2 separate regions of the Macaca mulatta genome follow, and region 1 is linked to region 2. Evidence: chromatin contacts called from public Hi-C data. All regions are on one chromosome and are shown on one strand. Each heading gives the region's core, a stretch centred on a gene start, on an enhancer-like site or on the middle of the called end of the contact. The rest is flanking DNA. Distances are from core to core; before and after follow the strand shown. Region 1 holds the start of STK38 (serine/threonine kinase 38). Region 2 holds the start of SRSF3 (serine and arginine rich splicing factor 3).

The links. A called contact is a pair of places that touch in the nucleus more often than the background predicts.
Region 1: a Hi-C map of CD4 T cells shows a contact between it and region 2, with 2.1 times the contacts expected there. The contact joins the promoter of STK38 here to the promoter of SRSF3 in region 2. A contact is called at or near these places in 3 of 14 Hi-C or Micro-C datasets (CD4 T cells, fetal cortex germinal zone and fibroblasts).

Annotation. Positions count from the first base shown.
Region 1 is chr4:145,705,735-145,710,116 of T2T-MMU8v2.0, forward strand. STK38 (serine/threonine kinase 38) reads left to right here and starts at 2,629. Exons shown (of 14, transcript NM_001260590.1): 1 at 2,629-2,891. LOC144340435 (a long non-coding RNA gene) reads right to left here. Exons shown (of 2, transcript XR_013416542.1): 2 at 2,603-4,382.
Region 2 is chr4:145,663,415-145,668,022 of T2T-MMU8v2.0, forward strand. SRSF3 (serine and arginine rich splicing factor 3) reads right to left here and starts at 1,774. Exons shown (of 6, transcript XM_015136252.3): 1 at 1,657-1,774.

The DNA.
Region 1 (4,382 bases), core at 1,379-3,878, 43 kb after region 2:
GAATGCAAAAAATCCATGATGAACAAGACATCAAAATTTAAAATAAAGCTCGACTCACTGTGTAAGGTGGTTCATGCCTGTAATCCTAGCACATTGGGAGGCCGAGGTAGGAGGATCACCTTAGAACAGGAGTTTGAGACCAGACTGGGCAACATAGTGAGATCTGTCTCTACAAAAAATTAAAAAACTAGCCGAACAAGGTCATGTGCACCTTTGGTCCCAGCTACTCACGAGGTTGAGGTGGGAGGATTGCTTGAGCCCAGGAGTTCGAGGCTGCAGTGAGCTACGATTGTGCTGCTGCTCTCCAGTCTGGATGACAGAGTGAGACCCTGTCTCAAAAAACAAACAAACAAACAAACAAATACTGGGATGTGACAACATCAGAATTATGCAGGTCGGATCATTCTAATTTCTAACTCAGAGTCTGGGATGGGTATAAGTGATTTCAGTTGTGGTGGTGGTGACAGGAAAGGGATTCAGATGCTTGAGTGGCCAAAAAGAATGACAAATGTCCATTATAGTTATTGGAATCTTGGTAAAATGTCACCTTTTGGGTTCCTGCAGAAAGAGCAGCATAATTTGGCTGGGCTGTTTTAAGGAAAACTTTAGTGCTTATTTGAGTTGTGGTACAGATAAATTAATATAGGAGGAGAAGGCCGGGTATGGTGGCTCACACCTGTAATCCCAGCACTTTGGGAGGCAGAGGCGGGCAGATGACGTGGTCAAGAGATTGAGAGCATCCTGGGCAACGTGGTGAAACCCCATCTCTACTAAAAATACAAAAAAAAAAGAAAAGAAAAGAAAAGAAAAGAAAATTAGTTGAGCATGGTGGTGTGTGCCTGTAGTCCCAGCTACTCAGGAGGCTGAGGCAGGAGAATCGCTTGAGCCCAGCCCAGGAGGTGGAGGTTGCAGTGAACTGAGATCGCACCACTGCACTCCAGCCTGGCGACAGAGCAAGACTCTGTCAGAAAACAAACAACAACAAAAACCCATATATATAGGAGGAGAGAAGAGAAAGTGAAATTCCTCTTCTGAAACTGGGAAAGCTCCAGGAGGAAGATAAGGTTTGAGCTGGGCTTTGGAGGAAGGAAAGGGAAAAGGAGAAAGAACATTGGATTTGCAGACAGGAAATGGGGTTCCCCTCTTGGTTACTTGGCTTACTAGCCGTGGGAATTCAGGCAAGTCACTTAGCTTCTCTGAGTGTCAATTACTTTATCTGCAAAACCTCCTGTGTCACTGCCAAAGTGAGGACCTAGTGAGATGAAATAAGTGAAAGTTGTTTGTAAACTGTAAAGCATTATGCAAACATCTTGGACTATTATTAAAAGCTTAAGGATGGGTAGGACTTTGACAACAGGCATTTGGGGAGAAGGGCCTCTGGGCAGAGAGAATGAAAGGCGAAGTGATTGATTGATATGTATGTAGTGATTGACTGAGACAGGATCTCCCTCTGTTGCCCAGGCCGGGGTGCAGTGTCATGATCATGGCTCATAGCAGCCCTGAACTCCTGGGCTCAATCAGTCCTCCTGCTTCATCCTCCCCAGTAGGTGGGACCACAGGCACGTGCCACCATGCTGGCCAACTAAAAACATTTTTTAAGAGGTGGAGTCTCCTATGTTGCCCAGATTGGTCTCAAACTCCTGGGCTCAAGAAGCGATCCTCCCACCTGGACCTCCCAAAGTGCTGGAATTACAGGCACGAACCACGGTGCCTGGCCAGAAGTGATTTTTGTAAGAGGCTAGACAAAAGGAAACTGGGCTTTGAAGATGAAATGAATTAATGACTCGCAGCACATGCTTCCTTCTCTCCCTAGATGACCCCTTTGCAGGCAGTCAGGGACCATGTCTCATTCATCTTAGTTTCCAGGAGCCTGACACTTTGTAGTTGAGGGCATTGTGCTCCATTCTCAAGAAACGAGGAGTGCCCAAAGGCCATGAAACTTGGGACCTCTTTACCCCCTAAAGTAGTACAGAATAAGAGTTGGGTGGCCTTGAAAAGCACGTTCTTCTGTCCACACTGGGTCGCCCTCTGGGCAACCTCCCAAACCTATGAGAGCTCACCTTATCCCAGGTAAGGTCCTTACTTTGAGGAAGAGGAGGGGGGCCAAAGGCTCCAGCAGACCTGCTCTACACGGGGTAGGGGAGTAGGTGGCAACTATACAGGTGATAACATTTCATATAACTACACACACATACACACGCACATGACTGCATGCCAAACAGGTTAAATCCGAGTATGGTCTGTAATGAAGTTAATTGTATTGGTTTAGTTAACTGTATTGTGACAATGTCAATTTCCTGGCTTTGAGAATGTTGTATCTTATGAAAAATGTTGAGGTAAGCTGAGTGGGTGACGGTATACGGAACCTGTATATATTAATTTTGCAACTTCTTGTGAGTCCATAATTATTTCGAAGTAAAAAGTAAAATAAAAGAAAACAAGGGAACTTCCCCCTCAGCCCAGCCTACTTCGCCACCGCCCCACACTCACACATCTGGCCTCACCCAGGTCCCGCCAGCTCCAGACTGGGGGTGAAGGGAGGGGCAAGGCGGGGCCACGCACGCGCAGTCCCTCAATCCCGGCCTCACCGGGAAGTCGCGCATGCGTAGTCTCGGCCCCGGGTTGCCGCTCCAGCCCGTCTCCGCGGCGGGGGACCAGGCTGCCTTGGCCCCTTAGCGCTCCCGTCTTTTCCGGCAGTTGGAACGCTTCCTGTTGTCCTCACCCGCAACAGCCCGTCGCCCCCTGTCTCAGAGACCCTCACGCGTCCCCTCCCGTCTTTGGCTCGTTGGCTGCCGCCGCCGGGGCTTCGCCAGCCTTCACGTCGAGACTACTGGTAGAAGGGGCGTCTGCGGCTCTCCGCCGCCCCCAGCCCTGCCTCTCCCGGGGCTCTGGTGAGTTGCTTGCTGCCGACGTCTTCACTCCATCCCAGGGTTCTTCCTTTATCTCCTCCTTCCCCAACCGCCGACTCCTCGGGCTTTCTCCTTCTCGCCGACGCCCTCTTTCAAGCCCTAACCTCTCAGCCTCTCGTCCCCTCTCCTCCCCTGTCCTCAGCCCTCTTCTTCCCCCGTCTCCAGATGCCCCTTGTTGGCCCTCCACATTTTCCCAGTCCCAGCCTCTCCACCCCGTCCTTTCTCTTTCTCCTTCTGCAGTTGGAGCGGGAGCCAGGCTCTCCTTTCCATGTTGCCACCTTTGTCTGCTCCCTGCCACCAGTCAGTCCCTCAGGGATCTCGGTCATCACCAGTTTTCATCTCCTTTTCCTTCTGGGGTCTGTGAACTGTAGTCTGAGGCAGAGATGTCGAAAGCCCCCTTGGGGTGTGGTATCTTTGAGTCGGCTCCTTTCTCCGTTAGTCTTAAGATACTGGGCTTCAGATAAGCTTAAAATCACAGGAAAGGCAGGGAAGTTTCTTAAGAAGAGAGTGGAAAAGCAACAGCCAGAGGAAAGGAAAAAGTCGATAAGGGCTGAGAGGAAAGTCTGTGTCAGAAAGCGGGCAGCACGGCCGGCAGAGAGACCAGATCTCTCAGTTCACTCTGAAACGACTAAAAGACACGGAGAGAAACTTGTTCTTTTTGAAATGCACCGAGGAGGGTTGGAGTGAAGTAGACCCTGAGTGTCTCCACCCTTTCAACTCACCCTGCCTCTGAATTAGCCAGGCAGTATATTTGGTTTCCCTAAACATAAAACAACCACCACTACGATAACAGACTCTCCTCCCCACCCTAAACGTTAGATACTAGCTTCCTCGTAAGAGGAGAGAACGCTATAGCAAACCATTTCATGTCCCAGCCCTATCCCCCATCACACATAAACATCACACATAAACACCTCACGCTCGGAATGGCCATCAAAAATGGGTATTTTTCCTAGTTAATCTTTCTTAAGGTGCTAAGTGCATAGCACTGTGCATGAAATGGGGGACGAACATTAAAACAAGCATAAGACGTGGTGCTTGCTTTCTAGTGTAGGTAGGGATTACTGTTCAGTAGGATTTACAGTTCAGTGGGAGAAATTAGACGTGCGGCTTAAGCAGTAATCTTAGCTTCAATGTTGAATCGTCCAAATGAAAGATAATGGGTTGTCAGCCGCAAAGAAATGAAGTCCAGATTGTTGCGAGAGGGTTATTTATAGTGATCATAGAGTACCATTGTAAAGTCAATCAGTTAGCCAGGCATAACCATATAGATTGAATCGCATAATGCTTTTCATTTGACTTCCTTTTGAGTTTGCAGGCCTTAGCCTGACTTTTATGAGGATCAATTCCTTTTGTTAATTTTTAAAACTTTGAAGAATTTCTCAGCCACCTGTTATTTCCTAATTGTGCAGAGCTGAAGAATGAAACAAACAGGGCAAAGGCCTCCAATGGCTTCTAGGTCAGGGCAGGAAG
Region 2 (4,608 bases), core at 524-3,023:
GTTCGAGACCAGCCTAGCCAATATGGTGAAACTCCGTCTCAACTAAAAATACAGAAATTAGCCGGGCATGGTGGCGCACACCTTTAGTCCCAGCTACTCGGGAGGCTCAGGCAGAACAATCGCTTGAACCCGGGAAGCGGAGGTGGCAGTGAGCCAGATCGCGCCACTGTACTCCAGTCTGGGCGACAGAGCGAGGTTCCATCGTCAAAAAAATAAAAATAAATAAATGCATGCCTATTTTGGTCATTTGAAATCATAGGAACAAGGCTGCTATCACATGTCATTAAATAGACCAAAGTCTTATGCAGTAAGAATTTCTCAAGCAACGAGACCAACTTTCCAGTTTTTTTTTTAAACGTAAGCTCATAGCAGCACTTATTCACAGTAGCCAAAAGGTGTTAACCCAAATGTCCATCAACAGAAACGGATAAGCAAAATGTGGTATAGACATAAAATGAGTATTGTTCAGAATGATGTACTGACAAATACTCCAACGTTGGAAAATCTTGAAAACATTACGCTAAAGAAGCCAGACATAAAAATACACGATTCCATAAATACTAAATATCTAAAATAGCTAAGTTCAGAGAGAGAGATTAGTGGTGGCTAGTGACTGGAGGAAGTGGGACAGGGAAACTGGGAGTAAGGGCTCAATGGGTAGGAGTCTCCTGGGGGCGGTGGGGGGTGACGGAAATGTTTTGGAACTACGTGTAAGTGATGATTACACAACACTGATTATACTAAATACCACTTTGGGATAATTTTACTTTAATAAAAAGCTACAAAGAGGTATTTGCTACTCAAAAATTCACTGCACTTTGGGGACTTATTTTTTTGTTTTTCCTTGGCGGACTTACATTTGATTAAGCTTTATTACTTAGTCGTCACTTCGGCGATGAATCTGATAAACTTGTAGACCAGTTTCAATTACATAAAAACCATATACTCAATAATTTAGCTGAAGTGCTTTCCATAAACACCACGTTCTTACTCTGGGCTCGTCTAATTAAAATATCCAGTCCAGACACATCCTACTTGCTGTGACCACACCCTGTGCCCAGGAGTTCTAAGATCAAACCACTGGTGAAAATCTTTAAAAACACTGCTGGCATCTGTCTTAAGCCTACATTTTAATGGGAGGCGGCTGAAAGAACGAATCTTAATAAGTTCAAGGAAGATCGTTCGGTCTTAGAAAAAAGTGATTAGATTCAGGCTGCAAAAACTGAAACTACATTAAAGTAAAAGTGATTACGGGGGCCATTTAACATGAATTAGAAGGTCCAGTCTTGGTTAGTGACTTTACAAAAGCATTCCGAGGAGCTTCCCAATTAAATGATGGGCCCAAAAAAAAGGCGCCATAAACATAAAAAGGCTGCGACCTGGAATACAACTCGGCTATCGGTCCCCTTTGTGGTTCCCAACTCCCGGGTAACCCCCTATCCTGGCTCATCACCCACTGAGGAATATAAACACCTCCACCCCAAGACTAGGAAACCCTCTGATGGGCCGGGAACCCCCGCCACCGCCCCGTGCTGAACGTCACAAAATGGCGGCGGCGCCTCTTTGTCTCAATCTGGCGCCGCCATTGGGCCTGGCTCCTCCTTGGTACGGTTAAATTCCACTTCCACCTCACTCCCTCTTTCGCTGGTCTCTTACCGAGATCTAGGGTTAAGAAATGCAGCGGCTCAAATCCACACGCTCCGATGGGTCTTCCTGCTTTCCTCCGACCCAACACCCACCAATGCTCTCGCTCACCCGGCGTCCACGAAATGGCGGACCACCGCTTTCTCCTCGCCTTTATTTATACGCCATACTGGAATCACATGATTGGACGGACTCGCCCAATGAGAAGCAGAAGAGGCCGTGACGTAGTGGCTACAAACGCAGCGAGAGCCGCGGTTGCTGGGAGCGCGCTCTGGCGGTTGCGCCGGGTGGGTGGAGAAGTGCGCCGGCGCGCGCGCTCGTTGTAACAGGCCTGGCGCTCCCTCGAGCGTTCTTCCTAGTGTGTCGACCTTCAAGTTACCCACAGACCCCTCTTCCTAACCTCCAAATGGGCTGGGACTTCATAAACAGCACCGTCCCCGTCACGCCCAAACACTAATCGGAGCCGTTGGCTCCTAACAAGATTAAGAGATGAATTAATTAAGTGCTTCACCCTTGTGAGCGGTTAGGCTGGACCTAAGAGCATCGCGTTTACAAACAGGTCACGGAGCTGTTTGTGACCCAGCTGGCACCAGACTGTGGCCGCCTAGATTCCACCCTGAAGGAAAAACCTGGTTTGAAAAGTTTGCCCAACTCTTGCTGGTTTCTCGCCTCTCACGCAAACTTGCAGGACTTGGCGCTGACAGCAAAGGAGACCGGTCAGGTGACCTGGAAACTATCACCTTTAGCAAACACCGGGAAAAGGAAGTTTCTGAAGAAGATTGAATGTAAATTGTGGGCCCCCAAGCGAATGCCGGGAGGGGTATCTCGGGCCTTTCTCCTAGCAGCCCTTGCACTGCCTGGCATGTATTTTGTCCGGACCACTTCCCTTAGGAACACAGAGCCACAAGAATAATTAACTCTAAGGGGAGAGAGACTGTGATAAGCTTAGAAAAATCACCAAGGGCCGGGCGCCGGGCTCACGCCTGTAATCCCAGCACTTTGGGAAGCCGAGGCAGGCGGATCACTTGAGGTCAAGAGTTCAAAACTAGCCTGGCCAACATGGTCATTAGTTCAAAACCAGCCTGGCCAACATGGTGAAATCCCGTCTCTACTAAAAATACAAATATTGGTCGGGCGTGGTGGCGGGCGCCTGTAATCCCAGCTACTTGGGAGGAGAGCAGAAGAATCACTTGAACCCAGGAGGTGGAGGTTGCTGTGAGCTGAGATCCTCCCACAGCACTCCAGCCTGGGCCACAGAGCGAGACTTCGTGTCAAAAAAAAGGAAGAAAATAAAAATCACCAAGATTTCCTGAACAGTTCAGCTAGTCTCCTGCCCCCAAATATACCCCCACCCTAAACCCCTTTCAGTCTAGTCTGACGTATTGCTAAATTTACTTGTTATATCTGCTCTAAAAAAAAAAAAAAATGAGAAAAAGGCTGGGTGTGACGGTTCACGCCTGTAATCCCAGCACTTTGGGAGGCCAAGGCGGGCCCATCACCTGAGGTCAGGAGTTCAAGACCAGCCTGGCCAATATGGTGAAACCCCATCTCTACTAAAAACACAAAAATTAGTCCGGCGCGGTGGCACACACCTGTAATCCCAGCTACCCGGGAGGCTGAGAGAGGAGAATTGTTTGAACCCGAGAGGCAGAGGTTGCAGTGAGTTGAGATCATTCCATTGCACTCCAGCCTGGGTGACAGAGCGAGACTCCGTCTCAAAAAAAAAAGAGAGAGAAAGAACCTGTGTTTTTATTTATTCCCTCTTAGCTGAAAGATATGCCAATTATTACGTTTTTCCGTTTTTTGTTTTTTTAGAGATAGAGTCTTGCTCTGTAGCCTAGGCTGGAGTGCAATGGCGTGACTTCCGCTCACTGCAACCTCCGCTTCCCGGGTTCAAGCAATTCTCCTGCCTCAGCTTCCTGAGTAGCTGGGATTACAGGCATCTGTAAACACACCCGGCTAATTTTTGTATTTTTAGTAGAGACGGAGTTTCACCATGCTGGTCAGTCTGGTCTCGAACTCCCCACCTCAAGCAATCTGCCCGCCTCGGCCTCCCAAAGTGCTGGGATTACAGGCCTCAGCCACAACACCTGGCCAGCCAATTATTATGTTTTAACTTTCCCAGGTATTTTTCTTTTGAAGCCTTACCTCTTATTGTGGTTCTAAAGGTTTATCTGTAGCGAAGGAAAAATACAGATTTATTACATCTCAGCCTAGTTTCCTCACCTGTAAAAGGGGGGTAGGGGTTCCTAGCAAACCTTTTCTTATTTCTCTCTCATCTAGATTTTTTTTTCTGGCTCATTTATATTTGCCTTGATTTGTTCCCCTCCTCTATGTAAGCTTTTCTCCTCTTTTTCATTTTCTTTCCTTCTATCAAATCAAAGGCTCTGGAGTCAGGCAGTCCTGGATTTGGCCCCAGCCCCCACTGCTAGTTACTAGCTGAAGCGTCCTGAGAAGAATGTTTAACTTCTGTATTTCCTCTGTATAAAATAACCCCAGTCTTGCAGGGTTACAGCTGTTAGGTTTTGTCACTTTGGCCAATTGTGGTCACACCTGCATCCCCAGGGCTTGGAAACGACACAGCAGTCAAGCAATACATAGTTGTTTATTTTTATTTATTTATTTATTTTTGAGACTCTTGGGTCTGGCTATGTCACCCAGGCTGGAGTGCAGTGGTTCGTTCTTGCCTCACGGCAACCTTCACCTCCCAGGCTCAAGCAGTTCTCCTGCCTCAGCCTCCCCAACAACTAGGACCACAGGCGCAAGCACAAACGCCCAGCTAATTTTTGTATTTTTTGTAGAGACAGGATTTCACCATGTTGCTCAGGCTGATCTGAAACTCCTTAGCTCAAAACCATCCACCATCCTCTACCTCCCAAAGTGCTGGGATTACAGCCGTGAGCCACAGCACCTGGGCTTTTTTTTTTTTTTTCCTTTCTTTCTTTCATTTACTTATTTATTTAT